2 separate regions of the Gossypium hirsutum genome follow, and region 2 is linked to region 1. A link is a contact called in public Hi-C data. All regions are on one chromosome and are shown on one strand. Each heading gives the region's core, a stretch centred on a gene start, on an enhancer-like site or on the middle of the called end of the contact. The rest is flanking DNA. Distances are from core to core; before and after follow the strand shown.

The links. A called contact is a pair of places that touch in the nucleus more often than the background predicts.
Region 2: a contact with region 1 is called in a Hi-C map of leaf, with 1.6 times the contacts expected there. The contact joins the enhancer-like site here to the promoter of LOC107928217 in region 1. A contact is called at or near these places in 2 of 34 Hi-C or Micro-C datasets (both in leaf).

Annotation. Positions count from the first base shown.
Region 1 is chrD01:62,577,596-62,584,329 of Gossypium_hirsutum_v2.1, forward strand. LOC107928217 (protein YIPF5 homolog) reads right to left here and starts at 2,613. Exons shown (of 1, transcript XM_016859404.2): 1 at 1,539-2,613. The coding sequence starts at 2,533. The coding sequence ends at 1,772.
Region 2 is chrD01:62,833,003-62,839,736 of Gossypium_hirsutum_v2.1, forward strand. No RefSeq gene overlaps it. Among protein-coding and RNA genes, the nearest start is that of LOC107928178, 5.5 kb to the left of the region's middle. Within about 2 kb of position 3,284, at least 8 of the 9 cell types and tissues checked have an H3K27ac peak or open chromatin away from gene starts, as enhancers often do. A contact at or near this core is called in leaf, where this site is marked.

The sequences.
Region 1 (6,734 bases), core at 1,363-3,862:
TTATTTTTAACCCTAAACCCTGAAGAAAACTAATAATCTTTGCTGTCTAAAATGAATCTGTAGGTAACTCAATCACATAAGAATTAGAGCTTACTAAATTTGTAGGGAACTCAATCACACAAGTCAGAAACATTAAAAACTGGACTGATATGCAAATCTGTTGGCAACTCAATCACATAAGCATTAGAGTTTATTTTCTTTAACATCGTACATGACCTAAACTTCTTTGGCTTCAATTTGTGATGATTTCCCTAAAACTGAACTTAATTTATATTTAGCCTCATGATGTAAATACAAGCACTAATGCACAGAGTCTATATTATAAAATGATACCTCCAATTCTTGGCTTCAAGTTTAAAAGCCTACTAAACTTCCACACCAAAAAACTGATCTAAATTTATATTTAGCCTGTAAAACCGTAAAAAGAGATAAAAATCATCATTATTCTCAAGAGAATCAAGGACCCAAAGTGAAAAACAATTTTTCCTCAGGCCCAAAGAGATGTTTTCTCCTTATTGCCTTAATATGCTTTGCCAGGACGAGTAAATAGTTTTATTGAAGAGAAGGGCTAACACCAAGGATCTCTCAGAACCCACCTCCAACAATATAGTACTTGATAAAACAGAATGATCAGAGTAACTTGATCATGAATTATATCTAATATTGATGCAAATAGATAACAATGAAGAAGGTAAAATCCTATTTCAAGCCCTCAAACAAGTTTATCTTCTATCTTATGCGGACCCACGATTCAGGTACGTGTTTCTACTCAATAAAATGATCCATTGGATAGCTTGATGATGAATTAAATCTAATAGTCAAGCGAACAGATCACAATGAAGAAGGAAAAAGCCTATTTCAAGTCCTCAAACAAGTTTATCTTCTTCTATCTTAGGTGGACTCTTGATTAGGATACATAATTGTACTCAATAAAACAAAATCATCTGACTAGCTTGATCATTAATGAAATCAAATATTCATGCAAATAGGTGACGATGAAGAAGGTAAAATCCCATTTCAAGCCCTCAAACAAGTTTATCTTATCTTATGTGGACCCATGATTCAAGTCCGTGTTTCTACTCAATAAAACAGAACCATCTGGATAGCTTGATAATGAATTAAATCTAATAGTCATGCAGAGAGATGACAATGAAGAAGGAAAAAGCCTATTTCAAGTCCTCAAACAACTACCTTAAGTGGATTTGTGATTAGGGTACATGTTTGTACTCGATAAAACAGAACCATCCAAATAGCTAGATCATGAATAAAATCAAATATTCATGCAAATAGGTGATGATGAAGAAGGTAAATTCCCATTTCATGTCCTCAAACAAGTTTATCTTCTTCTATCTTACTCAGGCTCAGGATTCGGGTAGCTTGATAAATCCAAAATTCACGAAACGAATAATAATGAAGAAGGTAAAAGCCTTATTCAAGTCCTCAAACAAGTTTATATTTTTCTATATTAGTCGGACTTGGGATTCGGGTTCATGTCAAACACAAATATGCTCAATAATTTTTTTCTAAAAAACTTAGGATACATTTGAAAGATCATATAGATATCCATGTCAAGTGAAAAAGAGCTCAATACATACCGAGTAATAACTTTGAGCTAGAAAAGGCAAATTTCTATGAAATTTCAGTCCAGTTCAACATTGTAGATATCAAAATTCAACCAAAAAAAAAAAGAAAAGAAAACCTCTTTAGAATACATAGCAATTAGTATCCACTAAAATAACCTAACCCTAGATACAAGCACATTGTGCTTCAATTAAAATATAACAAGAAGCGAAAACAAAGTGTAGATCAAGAAACAAGCGTACGATATAAGGCCGCGATGTTCTTCACCTCCATCAGCAAGTGCCACCATTAAATTGGTGCAAGCCCTAGTGGCCCAAACAACGAAAACCCCAGCCACAGCGTACCTAGCAACGCTCGTCCCCTGGGGAATAAAAAGCGATGCTGCCGAGAAGATCACCACCGGCAACATACAATAACCAACCACGCTCGTACACGTATGAAGATCTAGGTTGCCGTTGCGACCCGCTAACATATTGAAAACGACATAGAGGAAAATCGAGGAGACGACGATCCAGCCAAGGATGACGCCGAATTGGATCTTGCCAGCGAGGAGTTGGAATAAGCAGAGGGATAAGTAGAGAAAGATAGGGCCTGATAAGTCGGAGTCTTTATGGGCCGTCGAGTTCACCCGGAGAGGGTTGAGGATGGATCTGGTTTTGTACCAGATTTGATCCGGGTGGATACCGAGTTCATCGAGAAGGGGCTCTTCGTCTTCGAATGAAGCGGATCCGGTTGCTGCGGAGGAGGAGATTGAACCGCCTAAGGATACCGACGACGATGTGGCCGAACCCATATCGAAAGACATGAAGGGTAAAGCGGAAGAGGAGGAAGGAGGGCGTGAGGGTTGGAATGGAGCAGTGGGTACGCGGCGTTGGTTGATGTTTCCAACGGAAGGGTTGACTCCGCTGCCGGAGGGGAAGACCACCGGCGGCACCGTGAATTCTTTCGCCATTTCTTGTTAAAGCTACAGAGACTTGTTTTGTGAGTATCTAGAAATTACTATATTTTTTCCGTGGAATCTTTTCGTGTTTCCAAGTTTTAAGCTTCTTAATGGATTTTATTGGGCGCTGATTAGACCCGGCCCGGCCTGCCGGGTTTTCGGGAATTTAATAAACATTTTTATTAAATTTTAATTATAAAAACATATTAAATATGAAAAAATATTTGCTACACCACGAGTAAAGTTTTTAGACTCGATAAGTAGTGCTAGAGGGTGAGCGTACATTGTCAATGTACCAAATGAGATATTACTATTCTATTTTTTTATATTATTCATATTCGTTTTACAGTTTATATTCAAGATTCGTGACTGCCCCTCCCAATAATTTCATCTCTAGGGGTGAATATTTGATTGAATTAAATGAAAAATTTTCGAGTTAATTGAGTTGATAAGTGAAAAGAAGTTCCTAAACCCTTAATTTATTCATGAAAAGCTTATACTTGTTATCAAGAGCAACAAGGTCGTTGTAGTATAGTGGTAAGTATTCCCGCCTGTCACGCGGGTGACCCGGGTTCTATCCATGGCAACGGCGAATATTTTTTCAATTTGAAAGCTCGATTTCTGAGAAAGAGCGATGAAGAAGCTGTACTTTCAAATTATGTCTGATTAATACTTCTTGGGTATCGTCTCCATTTTCAAATCTATTCATGAAGATAGTTGAGTTGTTAGTCCAGAATATAGTGTTCTATGATAATTTAATGAAACTCACTAGTAACTCGTAGTGATTCTGAACCATTAAGTTTGTTTTTTCCCCCTGTAAACTATCAACATTAATGGATCCATTATCCAATTAAAGAGAGAACAATGATAATACTATATGACAAAGATGATGGAAATAGGAAGAACTTGGGTCCATGTCTGGGGTCTTGATGTCTATATATCCTGCAGAATCAGGGTTCGCCATTGTTATAATAGGAAGAACTTGGGTTAGAATTGAAGCTGAGGTTGAGGTGGTCAGTAATGGTAATGGCTGAATTTTTTGGCTTAGAGTAGGTGGGGTTGGAGAATTTTTGGTTAAGCTCAGATAATAGGGCTTGATTCTCCTCGTTGAGAAGCTTTGCTTTCTTCCTCAACCTCTCATTCTCTTTCAGTATGTAACAGTTCTTTATGTATAGCTCTAAGTTTAGCTTTTCCATGACTATCAAAACTTCCTTCAACTTGCCTGTAATGGTCCCCCGAAACCCAGTTAAAAAACCAATGGGGTATTAGGATAAAAGAAACCACTGTAATTGACACAAATTATATGCATGGCATTAAAGATCACTAATTGAACAGAAACTTACACTATAAAACTGGTTATCTTATTAGTGGAGAAACAAGCAGGTGGATGATGGCAAGTGATACTTGTTTTGTGAGTAATATTTTGTAGGAGCAACCCTGTATGGTCTATATATAGGGGATTATAATTAGGGCAATAGCTGTCCAAGACTCTTTCGGCTGGCCTATACATGAAAGAAAGGGATAAAGGTTATTACAAGGTCGACTGCAGATTGAACATGTTGGTTGCTACTACATGTGCTTATGTTATTCTTAGACATAGATTTGTTCTTTTTAGCTGTATTCAAGTAGAATGATGGTTCCAGTTGGTATAAAAGAAGGGGCCGAAAGTAAAAAACAGATAAAGAAGATAAGTTCAGACATGGAGAAAGACAGGGGGGTGGGGGGGCTTAAAAACAAAGAATAAAGGAGAAGCCTTTAGAAACTAATTCAAATACATTCAATAGTAAAGAGACTAATTTAATTTGATCCCATAATCTTTATAACGAAAATATAAAAATATAACCTTTTTCGCAAATAATGGAAAATAAAATAAAATAATTTTTACCTTTATATGGATTTAAACTAATACTAAAGATTTGATATTTAAATAGGTTTGTGTGTATTAAAACCTTATTTGCCCTTGTATATGAAGTTTCTCTTCCTGTCTAGATGGACATTTGAATAGCAGCCTAGACATGCTTTCAGAATAGTTTAATTGTAATATAAAGTTGACATTTTTTATTTTAATTTTCATAATGTGTTAAATTATCAACCAATGATCTTCAGGCTGTGTTTTATCCCTTCCTAATTGATGGTGTTGGAATTGGGGTAAAGAATGGCAGAAAGGATTGACAATCTCATCTAGTGCAAATGATCTCAGGCTGATGATCCTGTTTGAAGATGGCCTATAAATACCATGCTTGTTGACATCCTCAAGGGGCAGTTCTTGATTGTCTTTTGTAAACAATTTCTTTGTGCTTTCATTTGTTATATATATCACGAGAATCGACTCCATAAAATAAAAATTGACCTATACTTTTTCAGTATGGATTCGAACTAGTATCAATCATTAAAGTTAAAAAAAAAAACCCTTATTTTCAACTTTTTCAATTTTACAAAATAATTTTAATGGAAATAATACATACAAACATATTATATATATACATACAAACAATCAAAGTTAAAGAACCGGCTCTACACTTGTCATTTGCTGCAAGTATATTGAGAAATTTTCCAACTGGTTTACTTGACGCCATCTAAATCTTATACATATACATACATATGTATGTGTATTATATATATACATATATAACCAGCTCAATGATTCCTTGTAATAATAAATCTGTAGACTCCAATTCAGGAACATCCTACCTTAAACAACTAAAAGATTATGGCAATACCATGGCCTAAGCATTCCTTGCATCTCCTTTTAACAATGATCTTCTTCATCTCTCAGACCACGTGCACATTACAAATCCTTTATATTCAATACCCTCCTCGACAATTAATCGATATTACTCCGCATCGTCGATCCAAATCCGACCCTCAACAGGTTGATGTTGTCTATTATTCATTTTTTTCTCATGTTTTTTCGTATATTAATATTTTTCATCTCCTTTCTCCAGGTACATATTTCTTTGGCGGGAAAAGATTACATGAGGGTGACTTGAATAACAGAAGATAAAGACGTGCCATTGATAATGAAATATGGGAAGATTTCAGGAAAATACAATGACATTATTGAGGGAGATAGTACTCGATATCGATACTTCTTTTACAGTTCAGAAAAAATACATCATGTTAAGATTGGACCATTGGAGCCTTCAACAATGTATTATAAGTGTGGTGAGTTTTCCTTCAAGACACCTCCTTCAACTTTTCCTATTGAATTTGTTGTGGTTGGTAAGTAAAGATTTTTTTATTTTGTGTTTATATTTCAGTTTAAATTTTACATTTTATTCCATTTAAAAATTCTAATCTTTTCATTAATATTATTAGTATATTTTCTCTAAATTTACTTCTATCAAATTTCTATACTGGGTTTATAATGATTTACTTATGAAGTTGGTATATATTGGTAGCAAATTTTGATGAATGACTTCTACTAATATGTTATTTGGATTTGATTGAGTATTAAACACGAATATATTTAAAATTTGAAATTCGAAAGGTGCAATGATAATTCAAACACAGGATATTTGTGAGGAAAATTTTCAATTTTTTTCATATATATATATAAAAGATTATATCTTTTATTCTTCTAAGAACATATTTCATAAATATATGTATTTAAAAGAATGAGTCCAAAATTAAAACATCACTAATCATTTTGATAAAGGAGAAAATAATGGATTAGCCCTATTTCTGTTCTTTTTAAAGGTTTATATTGAGAGAATATGTTTTTCTTTTTTTGAATAATCTCATTATATATTCTGATTATATCTGTTTTTCTGATCCAATGTGTAGAACTGCTCATAACCCCTTCTTAACCCATAAATATGAGAATAATGTGCTTTAGCGCACTTAAATCCACGCCCTTCTGCATTGGTAACAATACTCATATCAATCGAGTTAAGACTCAATCGGAGAAAGAGAATGTTTCTTCTTGTAATTTTGGTTTAAATTAGTGAGCGAAAGCAAAGACCTATTAAGGAAGGAAATCCAAAGGTGCACACATTGATCATTGTTAGATTTTGGACTAACTAGGTAGATAAATAATTAGGAGTAGTAATAACTTGGGAAACCTATTTCTCCTTTGTTTGCATTGGCTTGCTTTTTTAAAGTTTTCTTTTATGGGTACACTACTACAAATCAAGCAATATATATATATGTATATAACACTTTTTTTTTCTCTTTAAAAAGTTAAAGTTGCTATACAAATATTGCAAAAACG
Region 2 (6,734 bases), core at 2,034-4,533, 260 kb after region 1:
TAGAAGATATGATTTTGTAATCTTAGGGATTTAATTTGTAGATACCATTTAATCTTAGCTGTTGATGTAATTGATCTGTACCGTTAGATTTGGGGAGGCTCAACTATAAATAGAGGCCTCTCCCTTCATTGTAGTAGGGGAAGTTGGGAGTAATAATAATTCTTAAGAGTATTCACTCAAATTTTTCTTTCTCTTGCGTTCTTATTTTCTGTGGCTTGTTCTTATTTTGTTGATTTGTGTATAATTTATTGATTGATTTGTATATTGTTGATTTCAAATCTCTTTTTCCCTTATTATTCATTTTCAAATTCATTATTTTTATAATTTGTATAGTTATGTTATAACTTACATGTGTACATATATATTTATAATTTTAATACATATTTTGTAATTTATATATATTTATATTTTTCTTATGTTTGTAAGTGTATTATATATATTTTTTAATTCATATTTATGTATATATAAGTTCGTATGGATATATTTATTATTTATGTACATGCGTATATAATTTTTTAAACAAAATATCTTTTTTATATTTATATATATATACGTATATTTTTTTTTTTAAATGCTCAAATGTATATATATATTTTTACACATATTTTATAATATATATGTCGAAACCACTTTTAAATTTTGTAAAATGGGAATCGACTTTGAAAATGAAAATAGGAGTCGCCACCGATATTTTATTAAGGTGTGATCGGTTCACCATTAAAAATAAATTTTAGGTCTGCGAGATTTGAGAAAATAGGTTCGGGAGTCGGTTACGCATGAGGAAGGGTTAGCACCCTCATAACGCCCAAAATTGGTACCGAATCGATTGTTTAATGTCTTAGTGTCAAAACTTTGAAAAGATTTTAAAATACGATCCTTTGAAAAGAAAATTTGAGTAAAATGAATTGGACGATGAGATTCACTTATTTCAAAGAAATAAATCGTCACACTCAGTAAGTTAGAGTGCAACATTTTAAATCCTCAAAATTAAATTCATCTCTTGACTTTTAAAACCTATGCATTTTGAGAAGGATATCTGATTATTTGAGTCAAACGGCAAATTAAAACCTAATAAGTTAGGGCCCGAAATTCTTAAACATCAAATATTGTCTTTATTTTAAAATCGAGATAACAAAATGTCATATCCAGTAAGTTAGGATCCGACATCTTGAAATCTCAAAAAATTTATTTTGAAATTGTATGGTTTTAACAAAATAAGTACTTGGCCATCTAATTTCATGGAAAAGAATTGAAACCCAGTAAGTTAGGGCACAATCCAATCGAAAACGATGAACACCAAGCCTTTCTTTGGAAGATTATGAAATAACATGATTGTAGTGCTTTAATAAAATACAATTTTTACAAATGAAACCCGATTGAATAGCAATACATAATGTAAAAGATACAATTCATAATCTAGATACATATTGAGGAAAAATAAACAAAGAATAAATTCAAACAAAAATGGCTACAACAATTTTTATCATATTATGCAAATATCAATCCTAATTGTCAAATATCAAATGAATTAAATACAACAACATTTATTAATAACAACATTATTAAGTTGAAACGTTTACACATGAACTCAAAATAGACTTGAAACAAAAGAATAACATTATGGAATAATAATACGTAAAATAAATTTGAAACAAGCAATACATTTATTAATTTACCTCAAATAACACATAGAAAATAACCATGCCAAAGTTTTAATACATATATGATTTAAAAAAATAATCACCTAGATAGGTTTTGAAAGAAGTAAATTATATATAACTAAAATTGACTTAAAGTACATATCTAGATATAAAAATACTTAAAATTTATAATCATAATAATATCAAACATCAAAATAATAATATATATATTTTTAAAATAATTTAATAGCACATATAGTAGCATTCAAAACATTATATCAAAAGAAAATTAAGTTATAACACAAAATGAGTTACTAAAATATGTTCAAAGTATGTCAAATTATTATAAAAAAAAAAACATTTTTACATATAGATAATGAAACATATAATGATATAAAGTTTAAAAATAAAAAGGATAAATTTTAAAACAATGTTAATAAACTCTAAACATGTTAATAATAATTTTAAATAATGATGTGTTGTACCTTAAAATTAAAATTAAAATATTTGAAAACAATGTTAATCCTAATATTTAAAATTTATTAAAATTAAAAATATTAAAAAAATACTAAGTTAATTTTACATTATGTTATATATAAAAAAACTAAATTTGAATGAAATTTTCTTTAATATATTCACTATAAGAGCCAATAATATTTATGAAATTTAACAAAACATTATGACTAATGGGAAATAAAAATAAAATAAAAAATGATTAAATCGAAAATACAACCCTTAGAAGACTAAATTTGCAATCAATCGAAAGCATAAGGACTGATACAACAATTAAATGCAAAAATTCAAGAATTCAAATTCAAGTAATGAAAACGTTGCCGTTTAGCAATGAACCAAATTGAAACCAGAGTGAACTATACAGTATGAATCGAAAAACTGCAGAAAATCAAATTAGAACAATACAAAACAAAGGAGGACTGATTGCGCAAATAGACCATCGAGTAAAAATGCGCGGATCCTTCCCTCGGGCTTGAGTCACCGCGCGGGTCAGGCCGATTCGACACCGTTTTGGAACCATGGGATAAGGCTCAAACGGTGTCGTTTCAGAAATCCTATTCAAACTAAAAAACCTAATTGATCTTTAGCCATTCTTAAACTAAATCAAAGCCTTAGCCGCAGCAATATGGAAGATAAAACGCCCTAAGGCTCTCCCCTCCATCTTTCGTCGTTTCAAATCCCAGATTCCCCGTCCAATCCGATCGGAACAGAGTAGACGAGGATTCCTACGGCGTGATATCACAAGTAAGATCCTTCTCTTTTTCTTTTTGTATAGCAAATAGAAAGAAGCAAAGAAAAATAATAGAGAAACGCAGAAGAAAAAAAAAACAAAAATGGTGAATCACCTTCTCAAAACTCAAAAAACTTTGTTTTTGATTCTTTCTATTGATATTATGTGATCGTATGCGTGGGTTTCCCCCTTCAAATACAGAAAAATGGCTTTTTATATAGCCTGATCCAAAAGAAGAAAAAAAAATCAAAATACATCCTTTTTCTGTCCTCTTTGCTATTTTTTCGTTTTTGTCTGCTGCTTTGTTCGTTTTGTTTGTTGCAGGAGTACAGAGCAGTGGACGTGGAGGCTCACGTGGATTTGGTGCGGAGGCACTACACGCGCGCAGGCGCAACAAGTGCGAGGAGGAGGCCTGGCTCTGCTGCGGCGCTAGAGGTTCTAGGTTTCCCTGCTGCTGATTCTCTCTGTTTTGGGCTGCGGGTATTTGGGCTTGATTTTGGGCTAGTAATTTGGGTTTAGGTTTACTATTTGGGTTAAGGACTGAATTGGGCTTTGAGTCTGTAAATGGACATTTATTTATTTTTTTGGGTTTTTGGTTTGATTTTAATATTTATAAAAACTAGGCTGTTAATTGTGGATGTTTTAATTTAATTTATTTTTTGGTATTTATTGGGCCGGGCAAAATGGGTTATTACAATATATGTTTATATATTTCTTTTTATAAATGCATTATATTTTTTATGAATCTTATAATCTATATCTTCATGTAAATCCATGTGTTTTTTTTCTTCATAATTTCAACATACATATTATATACACATTTTATTTTTTATTTTATAATTTTGTTTATTTCTTTCACTCGTTTATTTATTTGTGCTTTCATTTATATTCTAAAGGATGTTTTTTTATTTATTTTTGTTCATTTACTTGATATTTCGTATGTCATTGTTTTATTATTTATATTATTTCTCTACAATTGTTGTATTTGTTATTGCGACATTTATACATACATTCAATATAACATCACATCATCTTTTTACTCGAATTTAAAAATAGAAAATTTTCAAAATAGAGATAATACTCGTATTTAGGATTTTCAAGGAAATTGAGCCCTAATGTATTGGGTTCCAATTTTCTTCGTAAAATCTAACAATCGAGAATTTCTCTTTAATCAAACAAAATAAAGCTTATCATCAGGAATTCAACATATTGTGTCCTAATGTATTGGATGTGACGCGTTGATTTCTCAAGATAAAGATTTTTCTAAAAAATAATAAAGGAAATATTCGATGCTTAGAATTTTGAGAAATTGTGCCCTAATGTATTGGGCCGCGATTTCTTTATAAATCTTAAACAAATGAATATTCTTGTAAATTTTATTACACAAGTATTTTGGACAAACTCATTTTTGGAGAAGTAGAATGTCGTGCCCTAACGCATTGGGTGTGACATTTTCTTTTTCCGAAATAAGAAAAGTCTAAATAAGTAACGCATTTTTAAAGTTTCTACTAAGGATCATATTTTTTTAACTCTCGAAATTAAGACACTAATTAATCAACTAGGTACCAATTTTTGGGCGTAACGAGGGTGCTAATCCTTCCTCGTATGTAACCGGCTCCCGGATCCGTTTTTCTAAAACTCGTAGACAAAAGCCGTTTTTAGGTGATCCAATCACACCTCAATAAAAGATTGGTGGCGACTCCCAATTTTTCATTTTTTTAAATCGACAACTAATTTTTGTTTTTTTAAAATAAAAATGGTTTCGACAGTAGAAGTAGACCTCATATAAAAAATTTCTTAATATCTTTATATTTTAAAAATTATAAAAGAATTCTTTTAATTTTAAAATTTTCTAATATAATTATTTTTATTCATATACCTCTAATATGATATTTCTTATTTTAGTGTGCAAGGCAATGAGGAGATAGTAATCGAAGAGATAATGAGAATTGGAGGGCAACAATAGGGAGCTATCGAAGGCAGAGGGAAGAGGAATTCGGGATACTGGTGAGTGGTTGGTTAATTGGATTTTCCTTTATTTATTTAGTTTGATTGGAAACATGAGAATTGTCTCCTGGAATATCAGAGGGTTGGGGTTGGTAGCTAAAATAGAAGCTGTCAATTGACTAGTGAGAAAGATTAGGGCAAATGTATGCTTCCTTCAAGAAACTAACTAAGTTAGAAATGGTGTTAGTGGATTTAGTTAGAAAAATTTAAGGCAATAACTCTGTTTTGAATTTACATCTGTAGCTGCAATAGAAAGGTTAGGAAGATTGATAACAATATGGGATAAGGGTATGTTTATAACCAATATGGAGTTTTGTGGGAACAGGTTTATTGCAATTGAAGGAAAGTGGGTGTGTGAAGGAATGGAGGCAGTATTGATTAATGTATATGCTCCCAACAATCTGTCAGTTCAAAAAATCATGTGGGAAGATCTATATGGGTTGAGAAGTCAATTTAGTAGAGCATGGATAATAGGTGGGGATTTTAACGTAGTGAGAAATAAAAGTGAACGAATCAACTGTTCGGACATAGAGAATGGTCAAAGGAGTTTGGTGACTTTATTGATAGATGTAAGCTGGTTGATTTGCCGTTATTGGGGAAAAAGTTCACATGGATTGGTCTAGACAATAAGCGCAGCAAACTTGATAGATTCTTACTGAAGGAAGAATGGTTGGTTCAATTGAAAGACTTACAACGGAAAGAACGGTAGCTGATTTTATGAGAAATTATAGGTTTAGTAGAGAATAATGAAACGACCTCTTTACAAGATCGTTATTAGGAATAGAGGAGGTGATGCTTAGCAAATTGGTGGAGAGGATGAGTAGCACAGTGTTAGTTCCGGATGTGGAGGATAAGTTTTGTTGGGCACATGATAGAAATGGGGAATTTTCGGTAAGAAAATGTTCTGAATTATTGATAATGGATGGAGGGGAGGATATATATTTTGCTTTTAATAAAATATGGAAACTTAAGGTGCCACCAAGAATGCGAAGCTTTCTTTGGATGCTCGCTATTGACAGAATTCCCACATAAAATTTTTGGTCAAAAGAGGGGTGAATCTTCAAAACACCTCGATTAGTTGTCCATGATGCGAAAAAGTTCCGGAGAGAGCAAACCATTTGTTCTTCAAATGCAAATTTATTAAAGGTTTATGGGTTAAAATATTCAATTGGTGGGAGGTTTGTTGGAATCAGGTAGATGGTTTTGAGGATTTCTATTCATTGTGTAATAACATGAAAATGGTTGAAATTAGGAAAAGTTTTTGGTTGATATCAATTCCGGCAGCCTGCTGGATAGTATGGTTAGCAAGAAATGGTATGGTGTTTGAAAGAAGGATGATGACTATGGAAAATTTGATTTTTCAATCAAAGATGAGGGCACTGCTGTGGATTAGATCTGTTTATGATGAAACAATGTTGCAAGAGAACTTTTGGTGGATATGTCCGAGTAGGTGTAGGATTGATTCAATTAAATCCAAACCAGCTGCATTGATATGGCACCCTCCTCCGCATGGATGCTTAAAGTTCAATGTTTGTGGGATTGCAAACGAGGATAGAGTAGGTTGTGGAGGTGTCTTGAGAGATAATGAAGGAGTCGCAATAGCTTTATTTTCAGGTTCAGTAACAGCAAATGATACTGATTTGGCAGCGATTGGTGCGATGATGGTAGCATTGGATGTATTTTTAGCTATGAAATGGAAGCTAAATGATTCTCTATTTATAGAACTTGGTTCATTAGTGGTGTTTTATTGGTGTGCAAATAAGTCGATGAGACCATGGTCTCTTCAAGAAACTTTCACAAATATTGAAAGAGACATTGAGAAGGTAAGAAATGTTGTTTTTTCG